Linked DNA regions of Manis pentadactyla: region 2 is linked to region 1. The links are chromatin contacts, called in public Hi-C maps. All regions are on one chromosome and are shown on one strand. The core of a region is the stretch at or near the end of the contact, and the rest is flanking DNA. Distances in the headings are between cores, read along the strand shown. Region 1 holds the start of FMO4 (flavin containing dimethylaniline monoxygenase 4). Region 2 holds the start of MROH9 (maestro heat like repeat family member 9).

Evidence for each region. A called contact is a pair of places that touch in the nucleus more often than the background predicts.
Region 2: a Hi-C map of fibroblasts shows a contact between it and region 1, with 6 times the contacts expected there. The contact joins the promoter of MROH9 here to the promoter of FMO4 in region 1. A contact is called at or near these places in 2 of 3 Hi-C or Micro-C datasets (fibroblasts and skin fibroblasts).

What each region holds. Positions count from the first base shown.
Region 1 is chr19:328,298-332,766 of mManPen7.hap1, reverse strand. FMO4 (flavin containing dimethylaniline monoxygenase 4) reads left to right here and starts at 2,222. Exons shown (of 11, transcript XM_036901033.2): 1 at 2,222-2,347; 2 at 2,423-2,497; 3 at 3,797-3,886.
Region 2 is chr19:472,586-477,054 of mManPen7.hap1, reverse strand. It overlaps MROH9 (maestro heat like repeat family member 9), which reads left to right and starts at 2,625. Exons shown (of 19, transcript XM_036896841.2): 1 at 2,625-2,788; 2 at 4,412-4,469. The coding sequence starts at 2,625.

The DNA.
Region 1 (4,469 bases), core at 973-3,472:
CGCCTAATTTTTGTCCCCACTTCCCACCGAGGACCCACCAAAGAACCCAGTGTATTTCCCAAACCGTCCCTTATGACACCATCCCTCCAAGTAGCCTGTCCCCACTTCTGCATGTGACACCCTCCCACATGCAGGTATCTGAATCCCGCCCCTTCCTCCTCTGTAAACAAAGTCCCTGCCTGCCTTTGAATTTCTGCAGAAGGTAGCAGCTGGTTTCCGCCACGGCTCTGTCTCCATGGAGGGATGTGCTGCACAGGGAGACTTTCTGAAGGGGGTGGCCAAGTTACTATGTGACAGAAACAATGTTTGTCCCAGTTGTTCCATTGTAAGTAGGCGTCTGTGTGTTACATCAGCTTCCCTTTTACTGACTGCATCTTTATCTATCTGTGTCTGTGCCTAAAGCTCTCCACACTTGTATCTCTATCTCCTAGTCTCCAGTGAACCTCTCCTCGCAGCTCCTTGTGGCCTGACGTGCATCCAGTTTCCCTTCTGAGCCATCATTTGCCTGGGGGATGGGGCCCTCCTGTGACAGGGGGCCCACGCCTGGAGCTGGGGTGGGGTCAGTCACCCCGAGAGGTCAGAGCTGCACAGAGCAGTAGTGGGCCTCTGGCGCGTCGTCTCTCCCATCCCCAGGACTCCTGTCATCACCCTCAACGGTTTCAGACCAAGCAGACGTGCCCCAGGGCATGTCCCCTGGGCCCCCTGGCCTGGCGGCCCTGATGACCCCCTCCTGTGCCTGCCGTGCTCACCCCAGATGGCTGCTGTGCAGCAGAGCCTCGTCCACTGCGGAAACCTTTCCTCCTTGCCCTCCATGCGCGGTTGGTAGGCTAGTGCCGTGAAGAAATGAATTTTTAATTTTATTTAATGTTGATTAATTCAAATCTAAGCTTAAATAGCTTTACATGGCAGGGGCTCCTGCGGCGCGCGGGCCCTGGTCTCGCCTTCTCACCCAGCGCACATTCCCCGCCAGCCGCATCGGACTGTTCCTGCTGATCCTCTAACACGAGATTCTCTCCGAATCCCTGGACTCCGACGCACACACTCTCCCACCTGCCGCTGCCCCACCGGCCACCATTCTTCCCTCGTGCCCTTGGCACCCAGCTCAGTTCGCACGCACTCCCCGCCTATGGCCCCTCACCCACCCGTACCTGCTGGCGGGCTTCACCTGGGGTCAAGACCCTGCCCTCCGCCTCTGTCACACCTCTGCCCGCATCCTGGGCCTCAGGGAGAGGAGACCCCCACCCTAGCCCACGGCTCTTCGACTCATGCCTGCCCTCCTGCCGCAAGTCCCAGTCGGATCCCCGGGGTGACTATTCTGCATCATCTCTGACCACCACCTCTGTGCGTCCTTCCCACCCATTCTCAGATAAAAACATTATTGAGGGTCAGCGAGTTCCCGCCCCCCACCCCCCATCTGCCCTCAGCCACCCCCACAGCCCCCCTCCCAACCCCTCCCCCAGCTTGTTCGCTTTCCCCTTCTACCGGATCATCCTCCACCGTATATAAATATGCCACAATTTCCTGTTTTTAAAAACCCTCCCTGACCACGCTTCCCCTTCAGCAAACATTTTTGTGCCGTCGAGTGACATGATCCAACGTATGATTCCGAAAGATCATTCAGATTACAGGGGAGCCCGTGGAAGTAAGGACGCTAATCGAAGGCCTGTGTCAGGACAGCTCCAGCACCATCCATCAAGCCAGGGGACTTCGGCCAGTCTGGGACTGGGCCCTTTGAGTCTGGAGAACTTACAGAATATGGCAAAGTAAAGAGACCCAACAGCTAAATACAATTTGTAAACTTTGATTGGCTTCCAAGCACTCAATCGAGAAGAAAAAGAAAAGAGATGGTACCTGCCTGACATGCCACTGCAGACTTCGGTCGTCCATCCCTTCGCTTGCTGCGCCCCGGGGCGGACCCGAGCCGCCTGCTCGGACGTGTCTCACCAGCTCCCTCTGCCGCCCGGTCCGAAAGGGTGGAACTGCTTCGACTCCCCGCGAGCTCTGACCCCTAACAGCTCCCCTGGCTGCAGAACCCCGGACGCGGGGGGCTGCCCTCTGCTCTGGACAGCGCCCCCCGGCCTGGGGCTCGCAGCTCCTGGCCGGCCTCCCTGAGGGGCACTCCGGCGCCCGCGGGCCGCGGCTCGGGGAGACTGGGCGCCGCCTACCGGCCACGGCGGGAAGAGCGGCCTCCGCGCTCGGCTTCTGCCCGGAACCGTGACGTGCAGGGGGCGGGCGAAGGGCCGGAGTCCGCGTGCGTCCCTCGAATCCAGAGGCCGCCTTCCAGCGCGTCACAGCCCCGCCGGGGGGCACGGAAGTCGGAGGCCTGCGCTGCCAGCCCGCGTCCTCGGTGAGTCCAGGAAAGGCGGGTGGGTTTTAACGGGAGCGCTTGGTCCAAGCCAGCGCGCCTGTATTTTCCTTTTAGAGCTAGCGTTTGAGTTTCGATACCTTTTGGCTATTGGGAGATAATTTGTTGGAGTATCTGCTCCGCGTCAACAAGGTGAGTGTCCCGGGTCCTTTTTCTTTAACGGGGAGTGTTTCCAGAAGTTGCTTTTGCAGAGGTTAATGTTCTCGGTGAGCGCATTCCTTAAGAGTGAGGGCTTCCCCTTTGCAAGAGCCCCTTGGTTAGCCTTAAAGCAACAGGACTGGAGAGCAATTTCGGAAGCGAAGGAAGGTGCGGTGCAGGAGGAAGCCGCCCGTGAGGAAGGGTCGTGAGAGGGGTTTTCTGTGACTCCAGGCGCACCTCTGATGCCACCTTATGGATAAGATGGGCATGCCCTGTGGTGGGAAATAACAAAATACTCCACAAGTGTTACGACAGGAAATATAATAACAAACTCAAAGAGCATGCGTGGTGACAAGAACCATAAACAGATCAAATTCCAAACTCAAATAAGTCATAATTAATAACATGATTTTCAAATCACCCAAGTCTCCCTGTCTCTCAAAAATGATACCTATATTTTCTGGTCTGTCAGCTATGGGATGGAGTTTTCAGGGTGTTCAGAAGTCCAGTTCAATAGCCTAGGGTTCATCTCTACGAAGGAACTCGATATGCACAACCTTTGAGCTACAGAGGGCCTTAAGTTGATAGCAAACGTTATAGTTTACAAAAAGCTGGCACAAAGCCCTGCCTCCCGGCCTTCAGGCCTGCAGTACCCTCTGCTGTCTTCCAGTTCACATCTATTTTGGGCACCAATTACTTGGCATTCGTTCATAAAAACAGGTATCTCAAGCTAGAAGGGAACAAGCTATCAGAACCTCTACTTTACAAATGTGGGAACAATCTCACAGGAAAATTGAGAATTTTCCAAGTTTATGCAGGAGCGGAGCTAGAACTCAGGTCTCCCAGTTTCCTGTATTGACTAGGCACATTTTTAAGTGGCTGCCCCCAACTCGGGAGTTCATCATCTGCAAGCACGGTGTGGTGTTTCGCGGTGTGGACTCCCAGTTTGCTCTTTCTCCCCATAGTCTCTAAGGGACAGGTGTCTTTGCCCAGGAAATATGCAGCCCACCCCGCATCTCCAAAGAGGTCTCCAGGCAGAGCGAGAGCCCAGTAAACCCACTTTGTGTCTGTGCCCCGGGGCTCTGACCCCACCAGGTACAAACTGCAAAGCCATAAAGACACACCTGGAGGTGCGACAGCAAATCTGAGTCAGGTGAAGGAAGGTGCTCCCCGCCCCCACCCCGGGCTCAGCCTCTTGCAAACAGGGAGGCCTAAGGCAAATGGCGATGCTTTAGTTCTCCCACTTGCTGGTGCTCAGGGCTCAGTGAATACAGCCTCTCTTGGTTCCTCAAGGCTAATACCACTGGGATGAGTGGCAGCCAGGACAGAGGTCACGTCAGGGCCATACAGCGAGCTCTGTCCCCTCAGAGCGTGTCTGCCAAGGTGAGCCAGAGCCCTGGGGTCTCAGCTACTCCTTGTGCTTTGGGGCTGGTCAAGGCTGTGGAGGGAAAAGCAGGACTTGCAGCCGAGTCCACCGACATGCCAAGATCTTCTGTGGGATGTGAACCTGGTTTTCCAGAATTAGCTGAGTTCAGCCCACCCGGTCAAGGCAAAAGTCAAGAAAGCCTAATCACAAAATTGAGAAGACGGGTCCCAGGTCTCCGTGACACTTCCCACCTCCCATGTCTGCTGACGAGCATGCCCACCCCCTTTCCTGCGTGGCCTCGCCGTGGACTCTGTCCCACTTGGCTTTCCTTGGGGACCGTGTTCTGTGTTACGGTCAATCTTGCCTCTGTGCAAGGCTAAGAACCACTCCCTCAATTCACATAATGTCTGCCTCACAGAGGGCCTGGCTCATGGCCAGCTACTCTTCAGAACATTAGATTCTTTGAATAAAAACTGGCATTTCTGCTGAGGGTAGAGAAAGTAGGTGACAGCAGACAGGGTCCAAAGTTCAAAGGATCAAGGTCCCAGCTACACCAGCTCATAAAAGCTATTTAATCGAGCTTGTACTCTATGACCCTTC
Region 2 (4,469 bases), core at 1,376-3,875, 140 kb before region 1:
TAAAAAACAATGTGGTAAGAATTTTAGCCTGTTCCCCCAACATTCCCATCTCAGCATCCACGCCTTGGATAAGTCCCTCCCCTCATAGCTGAAAAACTGTGGATGTGGGCTGACGCTCTGAAACAGGAAGGGACAGGATTATGTTACATAATACAGCAAGACGGATTTTACACAGGTGATTAAGGTTACTAGTCAGTTTACTCTGAGTTAAAGAGGACACACCTGGTGGTCCTGATGTGATCACAGGAGTCTTTAGGTCTGGTCTAGAGGCGGCAGACAGGCCTGCGACGGGCCATGAAGCAGACCTGCAGACAGACAGACTGTAGGAGCAGACAGACGCCCTCAGCCTGACAACCTCAGGAAACCAAACTGGGCCAACTATTTGCAGAGTTATGGAGGGCCCTGTGCCTCAAATGAGATGGCCGTCCCTACAGACACCTTGCCTGCAGCCGAGTGAGGCCCTGAGCAGAGCCTGGCCTTCTGGCCTATGGAAACAGTCAAATAATAAGGGGGCTCTTTTTAAAGCCAGTTTGTGGCAATTTGACTTCTGACCCAGTTTGCTGGGAAGGATTTCCACAGTGTCAATGGGGGGAGGGTGTGACTATTGCAGCAGGCTGGCCGGTGATGGGTCAAAACTTTCACGCTTTTGAGTCAGTGTGGAAGGTCCTGTCCCGGGCACCCAGGGGTTAGCAAGAACGTGACCGCAGGGAAGGAGAAGCTAAAAGGAGCTTCCAGCCAAACCCCCTGTTTTCCCATCTATGCACACAAGTACTTGAAGCATTATTTATGACCAAGAACGACAACCAGATATTGAGCAAAAATGTCAATGATATAAGATATATATGTAAAAAGCACACAGCAGCTTAAAGAAGAGAACCAAAATAATAAATATGAAAGCTGAAGGCCTACCAGTTTGGTCCCAGAGCCCAGCAGTATGACATTTATTACAAAGTACAGATTTCCAGGATTGTGTCTATTTCATCATTTTGTTGTGGGTTTCCAATAAGATCCTCAGTGATTAAGGAATAATTGAAATGAGATGAAATAGAACTTGTCCATGTAACAGAAGTTAAAGCCAGAATGGTAATCAGACCTCCCCAGATGAGGTACCAAAGAATTTCTGGGAACACTGGTGAGCATGTTACATACTCTGAATAAGAACCCAAACCCTAACTGGGGAAGCAGGTGAAATCCCAGGCCATTCCTATGACTCTTCAGGCTGATACCTTTGGAGTGTCAGTTTATGTTTCTGACAATCCTTATTTCTCGTCACTGGGTACATTGCTTTTGACATTAGATACACACCAGTGGTACCTATGGCTCAGGTGAAGCATGCCAGTAACCCAGAAGGGACACACTGGAAGTCATTCACAGAAGGCATGATGCTACAGGACCCTGTACAGAGCAGCAAACTGGCGAAGGACTCCTAGCAAATTTGGCTCCGTGAAGCAAAGGGAAGCCGCTAGTAGATGGGAAGCAGAGATCTGTGTAATCAGCGATCACAAACAGCAACTGACTGCTGCACGAGGAGCTCTGGGATGGAGTGGAACTGCTCGCTTAAAAAGTGCTTCTCAACCCTGGCTGTACATCAGAATCCCCTGGAAGAAACTTTTTTAAAACATTGCTGCCTGCTCTTGAATACAGACCTATTAACCCAAATCTCTGGGAGTGTGGCCCAGGAATCAAAATCAGCATTTTTCAGCCGTTTAGGGCACTGCCGGTGTTGAGAACCAATGTTTTGATTTTAAGTGTTACAAACTGGTTTCCAAAGACTGAAGCTCAGTTAGGACGTGGTCTGTGAGGAAAGTTCCCACTGAGGCACCGTCCCACTGGGTCCTGCTTACATGGGGTCCGATGCCCAGAGAAATGGGACTAGTGAGTTTCCCACTACTTGAATAAAAATGGTGACAAGGACAGAAATGTCTTATTTCTAAATAAACAAACCCCCTTTATAGTTTCATGTTACAGCCGGTGTGGTCTGCCATGTGGAAGGTTTTATGTTTTCTAAGTAATAATAATGCATAACAATAAGTGATAACCTGCTAATGAGCAACATGGCAAAGAATGATTCCTTAAGGTTAAGTCAAGTCGTGTTTTGTGTTGTTAGGAATCACCGATAGGTACGGAGGTAAACACTTTAGAGAAATGAGAATGACCCTCCACGCCAGTCTGAGCACAGCCCAGAGAGGTGTCAGAAAGCACCCAAAGGGCCATCTCCCAGGCCGCCCAGCTAGGGGGCTCATGCCTAGTGGGGAGGTGGCGGGTTCGGCTCAGATCCCATCAGAAGTTTCTCCTCCCGTCCCAGTCGTCTCTGGCAGGTGTCACAAGACACCATGGCCTGGGTAGCTCACACACTTCCCAGAGTTCAGAGGCTCGGCAGTGCAGAGCGCTGCAGACTCGGCGTCTGGGAGGCTGTTCTTCCTGACAGTCCGATGGCCGCCCTGGGCCTGCATCCTCGCAAGGCAAGTGAGCTCCCTGCTGCCCCCTCTTATAAGGACCCTGTAAGGATGCTCGGAAGAATAGAGAGCTGTTGCACCAGGTTTTCTCTGGTTCTCCAGTTTCTTGAATATATTGGAAAATCTGAATGGGGTCTCACTGGCAACCATTTATAAGGAGCAGCGTCCATGGTGGACACTGACCTGCGTGGCCCTTACGCCACTGTGTGGTTCTCTGTCATCGCTGACCCCCGTCTCTCCCGGTCCATACAGGAGCACATGGCTAGCTGCCTATTGGACATATACTCGGACTTGCTGGATCATCAAGCCATCATCCTGGCCGTGAACTCCAGGTACGTACCATACACTGCTCTGCCCCCTTAGTCCACTCACTGAATACCTTTAAAATGCAATGGAGAAACATCCAATTGTGAAAAGTAAAAAAGTCACTCTGGACCCCACTACCCTAATTCAGTGACTGTGCTTCTTTCTTCCTGTGTTCACCCCCACTTCTTCTGCACAGGGGGGCTGGTAGCTATTGCTGAGCCATGAGCAGATTCTTGAAATTACACTTGCAAAAATATACATTGCCTTTTTTGTTTACTGATTATATAAGACTTATTGCTTCATAATAGGAAAAAAAATGAAACACATCCAAGAAATTTTTAGTATGTTCGGTCTACCTCTACTTCTTCCTTCATTCTAATCTTTGAAACAAATATTTAGCTTAAAAGTTAACAAAGACAAATTCATACACCAATTTAGGGAGGAATGCTTTTTCTTTCTTCTTGACTTCCTTTCTGTATCACCTGGTCACACATCCTGCAATACAGGAGCATAAACACTGCGATTCTTAATGCTAAGATGTCCCTTGTTGTAAAACACATCAATAATTTAATAACTACTCTTTTGAAAACAAATTACATGTAGACGAAAAAAATGTGTACTTGCTGACACTTGCTCACATTGACCCATAAATCTGCATGTGGCTTTCTCCTCTAGTATCGCCAACGTCTGACTCTCAGCCTTCCTCATGTTTAAGATCTGAAGATCCTTTGCCTGTCAGCAGCTATGCATGACATTAAAGTAACATGGTACTGTCCTACTGTGTGTTCATGACCTGGACCATTTTATCATTTTTAGGACTGGCAATATAACTTCAAAGTACATTGAAATACGCTATTTCCTACTTCATCAAAATCTTAATTTTGCTTTTCCTAATTCAAATCATGTGTCCCTAGAAGCTAAATACCTTCCACTAAAAACTCGACTGGAAGCCTTTGATAAAAAGCTGTTCAGAGTCTGATAGTCCATTAAAACCAATGAGAAAGTCAAATCACTCTTCCCAACATTTGAAAATTATCTAATGTTTTCCAAGACATTCCACTTCAAACAGTTGATTTCAGATATTTAGACTTTCTTGCCTGGTAGATTCTGTGTACAGCACAAGATTTCTTACCTCACCATGATTTCATGAAGTAAAGAATCATTTCATAAAGTAACGGCTATTATGCAAATCACATATACCTAAAGGGATAACGGCTGTGTCCTGACTTAGTTTCTGCTGCTGACGGACAGCTTTCTTGTGCCATCCCCTGGAAAATGTATCCCAATATTAGAAAGATTAAACTGTGAGAAACATAGTATCCTGGATTACAGAAAATGTGACAGGAATATATTTCAACCGCCCAATTCCTGGGCACGGCTGGGAATGTAACCACTCTCTCTGCAGGTATGTCTACAGAGAAATATATTCTGATTTCTAAATAACTAATTACAGATGATTTTTACAAAGTAATTCATCCCTTTCTATTTAAAACTGCATTGTCATTTTTATGAGAATACTTAAGGCCCAGGGGTTACGGGAAGCCAGAAGCTGGGCCTCATTTGCCGGTAGGTTCTCTTACACCAAGAAAAAGCCACTCTTGGGTTACATCTGTTCTCACCTCAGTTTGAATCACACCTTCCCTTGTCAGCTTTGTGGATCCCTTACTGCAATTTGAATCCCAACTGAAGATAATAGAGAAATCCTTT